2 separate regions of the Zea mays genome follow, and region 1 is linked to region 2. The links are chromatin contacts, called in public Hi-C maps. All regions are on one chromosome and are shown on one strand. The core of a region is the stretch at or near the end of the contact, and the rest is flanking DNA. Distances in the headings are between cores, read along the strand shown.

Region 1 (5,212 bases), core at 1,130-3,629, 450 kb after region 2:
GTAATCACAAATGGTGAATCTCTGATAATACTACGTCTTGTTGCTCCTGTACACCTGCAACCCTGCGTGAGGTAGGTACGCGCATTGAATGCAGCTGTCTCCCAGCGGCCTTGGGACGAGCCTTGCCACATGTTTTATCCTTCTCGCCGTCCGAGACGGACTCGGGCTCGGGCGAGGCAGAGTTTATCCCGAGGGCAAGTCCTGTGTCGAGCAAGGCGAAGTTTGCGCGCTGAGGGCTGGTCTGCACTCCTGTCGCATTACATGTCCAGTTAGGAGTTGACAAACAACGTGCGAGAACAGTGGTCGCACGCGTAATCACAGTTGGTGAATCTATGATAAGACCGCGTCTTGTTGCTCCTGTACACCTGCAGCCCTGCGTGAGGTAGGTACGCGCATTGAATGCGACTGTCTCCCAGCGGCCTTCGGACGAGCCTTGCCACATGTTTTATCCTTCTCGCCGTCCGAGACGGACTCGGGCTCGGGCGAGGCGGACACTGTTGTCCTAGGGTGATGGGCCTCGGTCAGAACGGATATTGTTTCGAGTTCGTGCCCCATCCGAGATCAGGTTCGTGCGAGACAGAGTTTTGAGAAGACCCCCGATGTGGACCTCGGACGAGGCGGAGTTCTTGATTCCTTCACCTTGGAGGATGTATAGGGTTTTAAGTGCGTTTTAGGGTGTAATCTGGGTACCCTAATTTTCATACCAAACAAAAACTAAATAACAAAATCTATTTTACTTAAAAATTTATAAGTTTGAATTAAACATTATCGAAAACAAGAACTAATATGACATTGGATGGATGGAGGGAATGTCATGCTTATTCAGACATAAAAAAATTCATATGGAAGCTTTGTTTTATCTTTTTGAGTGTATGTAAGCTTTTATTTGAGATTCTGTTCCACACTTGACTTGCACGAACCAGGAACCCCACAAGTAGTGCTGGGAATCTGGGCCGGGCTTTTTGGGCCAGCACGAGCACGACCCGAAAATAAGAGCCCAAAGCACGGCCCGACACGAAATAATATGGGCCGAGCTAGCACGGCCCGAAGTCGGGCCTGGGCCGGGCCTCAAATTCCGACCCGTCGGGCCCCCAGCACGGCACGCATAGATGGGCCGGGCTTGGGCCGACACGACCCAATTGAGCCCAATCTATTTAATTTCTTTAATTTAGTAAGATATCGACTGTATATTGTTGTTATATTTGGAGTTTATGTGGTTAAATGATATTATAATTGTTTAATATCTTTAATTTAGTAAGCTATGAATTTTATATGATTATAATATTTTGATTTTATGTGGTCAAATATACGGGCCGGGCTTGGGCCGGCACGGCCCAACGAAGGCACGACGTGGTTTAGGGCCGGGCTGGGCCACTGTTTTTACACTTCGGGCTGGCACGACACGACCCAAAAAATATTTGGGCTTTCCTGGCCCGAACCCGTTTGGCACGAAGCACGATGGGCTTGGGCCGGGCTGGCCCGGCCTGGCCCAATTCCCAGCACTACCCACAAGCCACAGCATCGATCGATGTTCCACATATAGATGTCCAAATAGTGCGGGCCGCCCGTTTGGCCCGTGGCACGACACGAATTTAGCCCGGTCTAAACACGGCCCGGCACGGCCCGTTTAGCGGGCCGGGTATGGGCAGATACGACGACCCGCGTGCTTTGGCCCGGCCCGGCTCGATAAATAGGTCGGCCCGACGACGGCCCGCATATTTATGTAAATACTAAATATGTAAATGCATTTAATTCTCTCATAGTATGTAAATACTAAATACGCGACCAAACATATATAAAATGCATACATAAATATAAAATGCATACATAAATATTTTGTTGTCTTAATATATATAAATAATATGTTATTATATATGATTAATTTTGTTAAATATATGTATTTATATACCGTTCTACTGTTGGTTCGGGCCAGTGCCCGGCCCGGTCCGTTGAGGCCCACCAGGCCAACGGGCCGGCCCGGCACGTTTTTTTCTGTGCGTGCCGGATTTGGGCATGTCCTTAGGCACGTGGGCCAGCCCGACCCGGCCTGAAACATCAACGGGCCGTGTTTGGCCCGGCCCTATTCGTACCGGGCCAAAACAGGTTCAGACTGGGTCCGTATCGAGTGGGCCGTTTAGACATCTATAGTTCCACACGAGTGTTCCTCGATCTCCATGTAACCAAGACCACTACCCCGATGACGCATACCGAAATTCACGGGCCTCAAACTTCCACACAGCTCCACGCATACGTCGATCCACTGGTACTCATCGCTGTTTCCTACACGACCGTCCGCACATCATCCTGACGGCCTGTCTCCCACCCACTTCCAGTCGCCGAACGGGTTATAAAAAGTCACAACGGGCTGGGTTTACTCCTGCTCGTTACCGTGAGAACACGCAGCTCCGTAGCTCAGTTACACACGACACCCGCTCGTCTTCGTCAGTTCGTCTCCTCCACCTCTGTATCCCTCTCACTCCACCGGCCGCCGGCCCTCGCATCGGCGCGTTCCCAATGATCACATTTGCGGACCTGACGGAGCCGGCCGCCGCCGGCGCCGAGCGGTGCGTGGACCGGCAACTGTGGCTGGCGTGCGCGGGCAGCATGTGCACCGTGCCGCTTGTTGGCGCCAGCGTCTGCTACTTCCCGCAGGGGCACGCGGAGCACGCGCTCGGTCTCGACGGTGCGGCCGACCTCTCCGCGGCGCGCGTACCGGCGCTGGTCCCCTGCCGCGTCACGGCAGTGCGCTACATGGCTGATCCAGACACCGACGAGGTCTTCGCCAGGATCCGCCTCGTCCCGCTACGCGGCGGGGAGGCGCACGCGGGTGGCCTCGATGACGATGTGGCCGCGGCGGACGAGCAGGAGAAGCCGGCGTCGTTCGCCAAGACGCTGACACAGTCCGACGCCAACAACGGCGGCGGGTTCTCCGTGCCGAGGTACTGCGCGGAGACCATCTTCCCGCGGCTTGACTACGCCGCCGACCCGCCCGTGCAGAACGTCGTCGCCAAGGATGTGCACGGGACCGCCTGGAAGTTCCGCCACATCTACCGGGGCACGCCGCGCCGGCACCTGCTCACCACTGGGTGGAGCACGTTTGTCAACCAGAAGAAGCTCATCGCCGGGGACTCCATCGTGTTCCTCCGCGGTGACAGCGGGGACCTGCACGTCGGCATCCGGCGCGCAAAGCGTGGGTTCTGCGGCGCTGGTGGGGGCGGAGGCGACGAGGCCCCTACGCCCGGGTGGCATCATTACGCCGGCCTTATCCGAGGTAATGTGAGCCCTTGCGCGGCTGCCAAGGCACGGGGCAAGGTGCGACCAGAGGACGTGGCCGAGGCGGCGAGGCTGGCGGCTGCCGGGCAGTCGTTTGAGGTGGTGTACTACCCTCGCGCGAGCACGCCCGAGTTCTGCGTTCGCGCCGCCGCGGTCCGCGCGGCGATGAGGGTGCAGTGGTCCCCAGGGATGCGGTTCAAGATGGCGTTCGAGACCGAGGACTCCTCCAGGATCAGCTGGTTCATGGGCACCGTCGCCGGCGTCCAGGTCACCGACCCCATCCGCTGGCCGCAGTCGCCGTGGCGCCTTCTTCAGGTATGCAGCAGAGGTGCTACTTAACAGCTACCATACCAACAAAAGCTTTGCGCTTGGTGCTCACTTGTTGAATTGGCGATTGCGCTGCAGGTGACCTGGGACGAGCCGGACCTTCTGCAGAACGTGAAGCGGGTGAGCCCATGGCTGGTCGAGCTGGTGTCAAGCATGCCGGCCATCCACCTCGCCTCCTTCTCGCCGCCGCGGAAGAAGCCCCGCATCCCAGCGTACCCCGAGTTCCCCTTCGAAGGGCAGCTCCTTAACCCGGCGTTCCCGCCCAGCCCACTGCCACACGGCCAGCAACACCACCACAATTTCCTTCACGCCCACCCACCGTCGTTCTTCCCGTTCCCGGACGGCAGTGCTCCTGCAGCCATACAGGGAGCCAGGCATGCGCAATTTGTTCCATCTTTATCAGATCTCCACCTTATCCACCTGCAGTCGAGCCTGCTGTACCCTGGGCTCCGCCGTCCCGACCATGTCGGTCCGACGATCCCTATCCCGTCGGGAATCAGCACCGACCTGACCATCGGAGGCGCACCGGCGCGCGACGGCGTCCCGTGTGCCCTGTCCGTCGGTGCCAGCAAGCAGAACCCCGACGCCGTCAAGCCGGCGGGGCTGGTGCTCTTCGGACGGACCATACTAACCGAGCATCAGATGAGCCTCAGCAGCTCCGGCGGCGCCACCTCCCCAGCGGCGACTGGTAACAGCTCTCTGTGCTGGACCGCCGAGAAGGGCCCCAATGTCTCGGAGGGCTCGGGCTCGGGCTCGGGCTCCGGCGTCATCCAGAACAGCCCGACCGGCAAGAACACGTCGTCGGAGAGGCTGCCGTGGTTCGGGGACGGCAGCAGCCAGCAGGCCTCCGAGCCCGGTCTTGAGCCCGGACAATGCAAGGTGTTCGTCGAGTCCGACACGGTCGGCCGCAACCTCGACCTGTCGGCGCTGGGCTCGTTCGACGAGCTGTACGGCCGCCTGTCCGAGATGTTCGGCGTCGAGGGCGCGGAGATGCGGAGCCGCGTGCTGTACCGCGGCGCCACCGGTGAAGTGAGGCACGCCGGCGACGAGCCCTTCAGGTAACTAGCAATCGAGCCCTTCAGATAACGTTTGCCTGCAGCTGACGCAGCGTGAATGACCGTACGAGCTTATTATGAACAATTGCTCTGCCGTTTCAGCGATTTCGTCAAGTCGGCACGGAGGATCACGATATTAACCGATGCTGGGAGCGACAACCTAGGAAGCTAAGTGAGGAGCAGTGAACCAATTCCAGCCGCGAGTACTGACTAGCCAAGTAGCTAGTGTTTGGTTACAGGAACAGCATAGGATGAATTTTTTGTTGTTGTTGATGTTTGGATTTGGACAAGAGACACCAAGAGTCACGGTCACGAACGTCCCAAGTAGAATAAATATTCGCTTGAGACCTGGGCCACGAGCTTCTTCGCGTGAAGAGGAGACAGCAACCGCAGTGAGGGAGGAGAAAAGGTGGCCGTCGGCGAGGTTGAGTGGCCGCACGGGGGAGCTTCAGCCCCCCGCCGTGCGGGTGATCTCCGGCTGGCCGCCACGCGGGCGAGCGTGGGGGGAGCTTGGGCCCTGCTGCCGCGCGGGCAACCTCTGGCGGTCTGGCCCACGC
Region 2 (5,077 bases), core at 389-2,888:
CTCACCCGCAGCCGTGGGCCCCACCGAAGAGGAAGGTGGGGGCCGACGGGCCCACACAACTGAAAGCCGTCTGCGTCGATGCGGCCATCATGGTCATGCACTGCATTCCGAATCGATTGAGACGGGTTACAGATCAATAAACAAGTTTGCCTTTGTTAGCAGACAACGATGTCTTTAGCTACGTGATCAGATTGTCTCCAGCTCTACATCTAACAGCTCCTGGGCGTATCAAACGAGAAAAAAAATAAACAAATGGGTTGTAGGAAAAAAATCTCAGCGCTCCAAAAGAACTGTTACAATTTTTTTTTATAAAAAAAAACAAACTATCGTAAAAGTGCAGTGTTTCTTTAGACATGCATACTGCAAGGTGACTGTAATAACAACGTTTCCATATTGCTGCTTTGCGCCGAACAAAAAAAAACAGCAGTAAAAGGAGGAGATTGAATCATCGATGACCCTTTTTGACGCGAAGTGAATGGATTTTCCACGCAGCGCGCGCAATGATGTTTGGTTTTCTTTTCCTTCACGGAACCATCTTTTGGTGAATCGGACGGCACCATTTATTTTTGGAAAGCCCCAATTACCCGAGCTTATTATGGGGCGCATAATTGGTGCTGCTGCCTGCTAGTGGTTGGTTGCCCACGCATCAGATTGCCCACAAAATTGTTGCTCTACCGAAAGCGGCCCCACAACCAAATTACCTGCGGCTTGTGACTACGGACGTTTGGCCATCGAGTCCCTCGCTTGTGGATTTATTTATTATTATCCAAGCATTTTATCCGCTCGTTATTCTAGCACTTTATATAAAATCAATTTCTCGATCTTGGATCTTATTCCCTGCCAAGAACGCTTGCCAAATTATATTGTTTCTAAGGTTAATAATAAGAAACACGAGACGGAAGCGAAATAATCTAATTGCAGAGCAGGGAATCGAACCGAACGAAACCACCTCGGGCCAACCAAAGCTTACCATTTCTCCCCAAGACCACGCAGCACAAACCACAAAAGCAAAACGCTTTTGAGCACAATCCCGGTTATACCCCCCATTTCAGAATATGCTCTTTTTTTTGCACTTCCAGTTTTCTTTTGTGACACCAGTTAAGTCTTCAATAATGACATATCAGTTTATGACCTGTTAGTACTGAATTTGAAATCCAACCATAGTCGATTGCGTGATAACATTTTTTTCTCCTAATGTCTCCTATATTTACTGTTTTTGATCAACTTCCATGTTTTAGCAAATTCGATATCCTATGTAATTTATTTACGATTCATCTCATCCACTTCTATGCCACATATGTCATTTTTGGTTATATTTCTACTCTCCCAATTCCTTTATAATTTCGTCACTAGATTCATTCTGCATACTGTACCAGTCTATCGTAACGGTTGCTAATTATGGTCTAATTTATTTGAGAGAGGAGGGGAAAAAGACTCATGTGACAGAGCTCCCAACAATGCTACGTAAAGGTTTATCGAGCTGAACCTTACTAGGTCTGCCAAGGAGGGCATAACCGGGATGAGAGAAAACCCCTGTTCGCTCGCGGTCCCTGTCTAGGCCGGATCCGAATATTCCCCCCTGGACATAGGTTGTGCCTCGTGTCTTTAAATAGGCCACCGCCCTTCTCCCATCGAGCCAACCCAAACAACAGAGAGAGATTTCTGAACTATGAGTGCGGAGCTGAAGAGGGACTACGAGATAGGCGCGGAGATCGGTCGTGGCCGCTTCGGGGTGGTCCACCGCTGCACGTCCCGCGCCAGCGGCGAGGCCTTCGCCGTGAAGTCCGTGGACCGGTCGCGGCTGGGCGACGACCTCGACCGCGAGCTCGCTGAGCTCGAGCCGAAGCTGGCGCAGGTCGCCGGTGCGGGCAACCCGGGCGTGGTGCAGGTGCACGCGGTGTACGAGGACGAGGCGTGGACGCACGTGGTGATGGACCTGTGCGCGGGGCCGGACCTGCTGGAGTGGGTGCGCATCCGGCGCGGCGCGCCCGTGCCGGAGCCCGTGGCGGCCGCCATCGTGGCGCAGGTGGCGCAGGCGCTCGCGCTCTGCCACCGCCGCGGGGTCGCCCACCGCGACGTCAAGCCGGACAACATCCTCATCGACGCCGCCGCCGCCGCCGCCGGGACCGACGGCGACGGCGACGGCGAGGACGAGGAGGAAGAGGGCGGCGACGGAGAGGCCGAGGCGGCGCCGCGCGCGCGCCTGGCGGACTTCGGGTCGGCGGCGTGGGTGGGCGCCGGCGGGCTCGGGCGCGCGGAGGGCCTGGTGGGGACGCCCCACTACGTGGCGCCCGAGGTGGTGGGCGGCGGCGAGTACGGCGCGAAGGCGGACGTGTGGAGCGCCGGCGTGGTGATGTACGCGCTGCTCTCGGGCGGCGCGCTCCCCTTCGGCGGCGAGAGCGCCGCGGAGGTGCTGGCGGCCGTGCTGCGGGGCAGCGCGCGCTTCCCGCCCCGGCTGTTCGGCGGGGTGTCCCCCGCGGCTAAGGACCTGATGAGGCGCATGATCTGCCGCGACGAGTGGAGGAGGTTCACCGCCGAGCAGGTCCTCGGTGAGTGTTATGTTCCCCCACAGCCTCTCTCTTGTGATCCCCACCTTGGCTTGGTAGTTAGTACAGGTTTCTAACAGATATGCCGCTCGTAATAATGCAGCTCACCCGTGGATCGTGAGCGGCGGCGGAGCCCGTGGCATGGAGCGGCCAACCTGAGGCGGCGCGCGGCATACCATACCAGCAGACCATGGCGGGCGGACGTGTATTGCCGTAGAGACACAGATACGGCAAGGAATCCCGACGTTATGTGCAGAGGTTTTGTTACGTGCGTACGGACCAGAGAAGGAGAGACGGCAGCTGCTGCCGGCTGCAGAGTAGCATCCGTAGTCGCAGACTCGGTAGCAGAGCAGAAGGATCGGCAAGAAGCTTTAGTAGGCACTAGGCAGGCATTTGGTTTTCCTCAGCCCACCGGGAGATGCTCTTTACCTATGAGCACCCAGTCCTTTTTTGGACGTGCTGGTAGCTGGATGTGTATATACACTGACCGTCTTTGTACAAACCGAGTGGTTGAATAAATAAATAAATAAATAAATGAATGAATGAATATAATCCGGACTTTGTAGTTCACGTACATGTTCATGCGTTTCTGATACTACAAGGTGTGGAAAAACATTTCAGTTCATCAGGGAACACCCCCTCTCCACTTTCGAGCTTGAGCAAGAGCAATACTCCTTCTGTTGTGTGGCTTGAGAGTGTGCAATTAGAAAAGGTTCTAGAGCTTGAGTACGAGTTAGCTTTCAGCCTCAGGCTGTGACTGGTATTCCATCTCTAACCAGACACTTTCTATCTACTCGCCCTGGCCCTGCTACCTCTATACTGGGTGAGTGGATCAGTTTTTTTTTTTTTTGGCTCGACACTGTCAATCTTGCAAGGAACTCTACGGAAATTGCCAAGTTATTTTTTTCCCTCCCCTACGACTGACTGACGGAAAAGAGCCAATAACCCGGCAATTTCCTGTTGGTTCCGGCTCCACGGCGTACCTTTTTCTCACCTTCAGTTCGTCCCCCCGGATCCTCCCCTCCCCATCCACGTTTGCTTCAACGAGATCCAGCGCGTGCGAGCGGTCAGCGACTCAGCGTATCACGTTTTGCGTGCGCGCGGACTCGTCCCGTCCGGTCCGGCCGTACGAACAAGACCGCTGGCATATTCGGCGAATCGCCGGCCCGCCCGCCCGCCCGCCAGCCCGCTGTTGTCTTCTTGCGCGGCAGCTAGGGTATTTTGGTTGGACTAAGAGAAATCGAAGGTACGGTCATAGTTTGTATAGTTTTTAGATGAGAGTTATATGAGAGCGAGTTAAATATTAAAGTAATTTTTATTGACAATCGATACTTTAAACTTAAACCAAACACACTCCTAGATACCCAAACAAGCCAAAAAAAATGAGACGTGGCGGGGGCTCGGCTCCCTCGACGGCGCCTCGTCCGCGTCGCCGTTTCGCTTTGGTGCCATATAATATAAGCAGTTGCCCCGTCCCGTCCTCTTTGAGAGGCCCTCTCGCCTGAGTATTTGTCTAGGGCGCGTCCGTCCGCGATCGGCTTCCACTTCCTTCATGGGGGCTTGCTCGTTGGATTCGATGACACGTCCAGCACTCAACCGGCGGTCTACCCTCTACCGTCCTCGACCTCCATTATAAACATGAAATATACTTTTATTAAAATTGATCAGCAGCAGCTGGCGCCTGGGGGTCGTACCGGAAACTAGTCGTGAATAATGCAGGCCCATGAGCCGTAGCAGCGTGACCCTTACCATCGAATCTAGTCACCTTCATTACCGTCGATAAAATTCAAGTACTACTCCAGTATTATTTTATTTCGGGATGTTTAGGAATCTTTCGAACAGAAATATTGCGTCTTGACATCATAGACCGAACTTGGTTGGTTGGAATCACACACACGGCACCCAACACCTGGGCCGCTGTCAACAGGGGAAAGAGACGGCAAAAACTGTCTGTTGCTTTCGTCACTGCTGCCGAATACGAGCCTTAGTGATGTTTGAATGCACTGAACCAATAATTAGTGGACTAAAAATCACTAAAAATCATCAGTAGAATTAACTAGCTAATAAATACTTAACAAATCATTAGCTAATTTACTAAGAATAGCTAAACTATTTTTAGTGGCTAGCTCTAAATGCATTCAAACACCCCCAACGTCCTTAGCGTGATAGGGACAGATTGCATGTTAACTCAATGCTGTTTTAACCTTTTTATTATATACTCCCTCCGTTTCTTTTTATTTGTCGCTGGATAGTGTAATTTTGCACTATCCAGCGACAAATAAAAAGAAACGGAGGGAGTATGTTGGAACGGAGCAGCAGGTCGGTTCGCTGTCTAAGTAATTGTTTGTAAATATTTCACTTGGTTTGGTTGATACATGTTATTAAATTAATGATAAGTTGGTGGAGATCAGTGGATTGATGGTCCGTGTTACCTCATCCATATATGTATATATCGCGGCGACGATAGGCACGTAGTACCCGCGCGAGCTGCATCGGATCACGCATGTAAACTACTGCTTCTGGTAAGCTGA

The links. Hi-C and Micro-C count contacts between places; a contact is called where the count stands out from the background.
Region 1: a contact with region 2 is called in a Hi-C map of bundle sheath, with 2.6 times the contacts expected there. The contact joins the promoter of LOC100194200 here to the promoter of LOC606428 in region 2. A contact is called at or near these places in 2 of 25 Hi-C or Micro-C datasets (bundle sheath and tassel).

Annotation. Positions count from the first base shown.
Region 1 is chr5:190,709,980-190,715,191 of Zm-B73-REFERENCE-NAM-5.0, forward strand. LOC100194200 (auxin response factor 8) reads left to right here and starts at 2,380. Exons shown (of 3, transcript NM_001349854.1): 1 at 2,380-3,588; 2 at 3,679-4,658; 3 at 4,758-5,212. The coding sequence starts at 2,515. The coding sequence ends at 4,827.
Region 2 is chr5:190,264,039-190,269,115 of Zm-B73-REFERENCE-NAM-5.0, forward strand. LOC606428 (phosphoenolpyruvate carboxylase kinase 3) reads left to right here and starts at 1,639. Exons shown (of 2, transcript NM_001112303.2): 1 at 1,639-2,549; 2 at 2,650-3,081. The coding sequence starts at 1,931. The coding sequence ends at 2,705.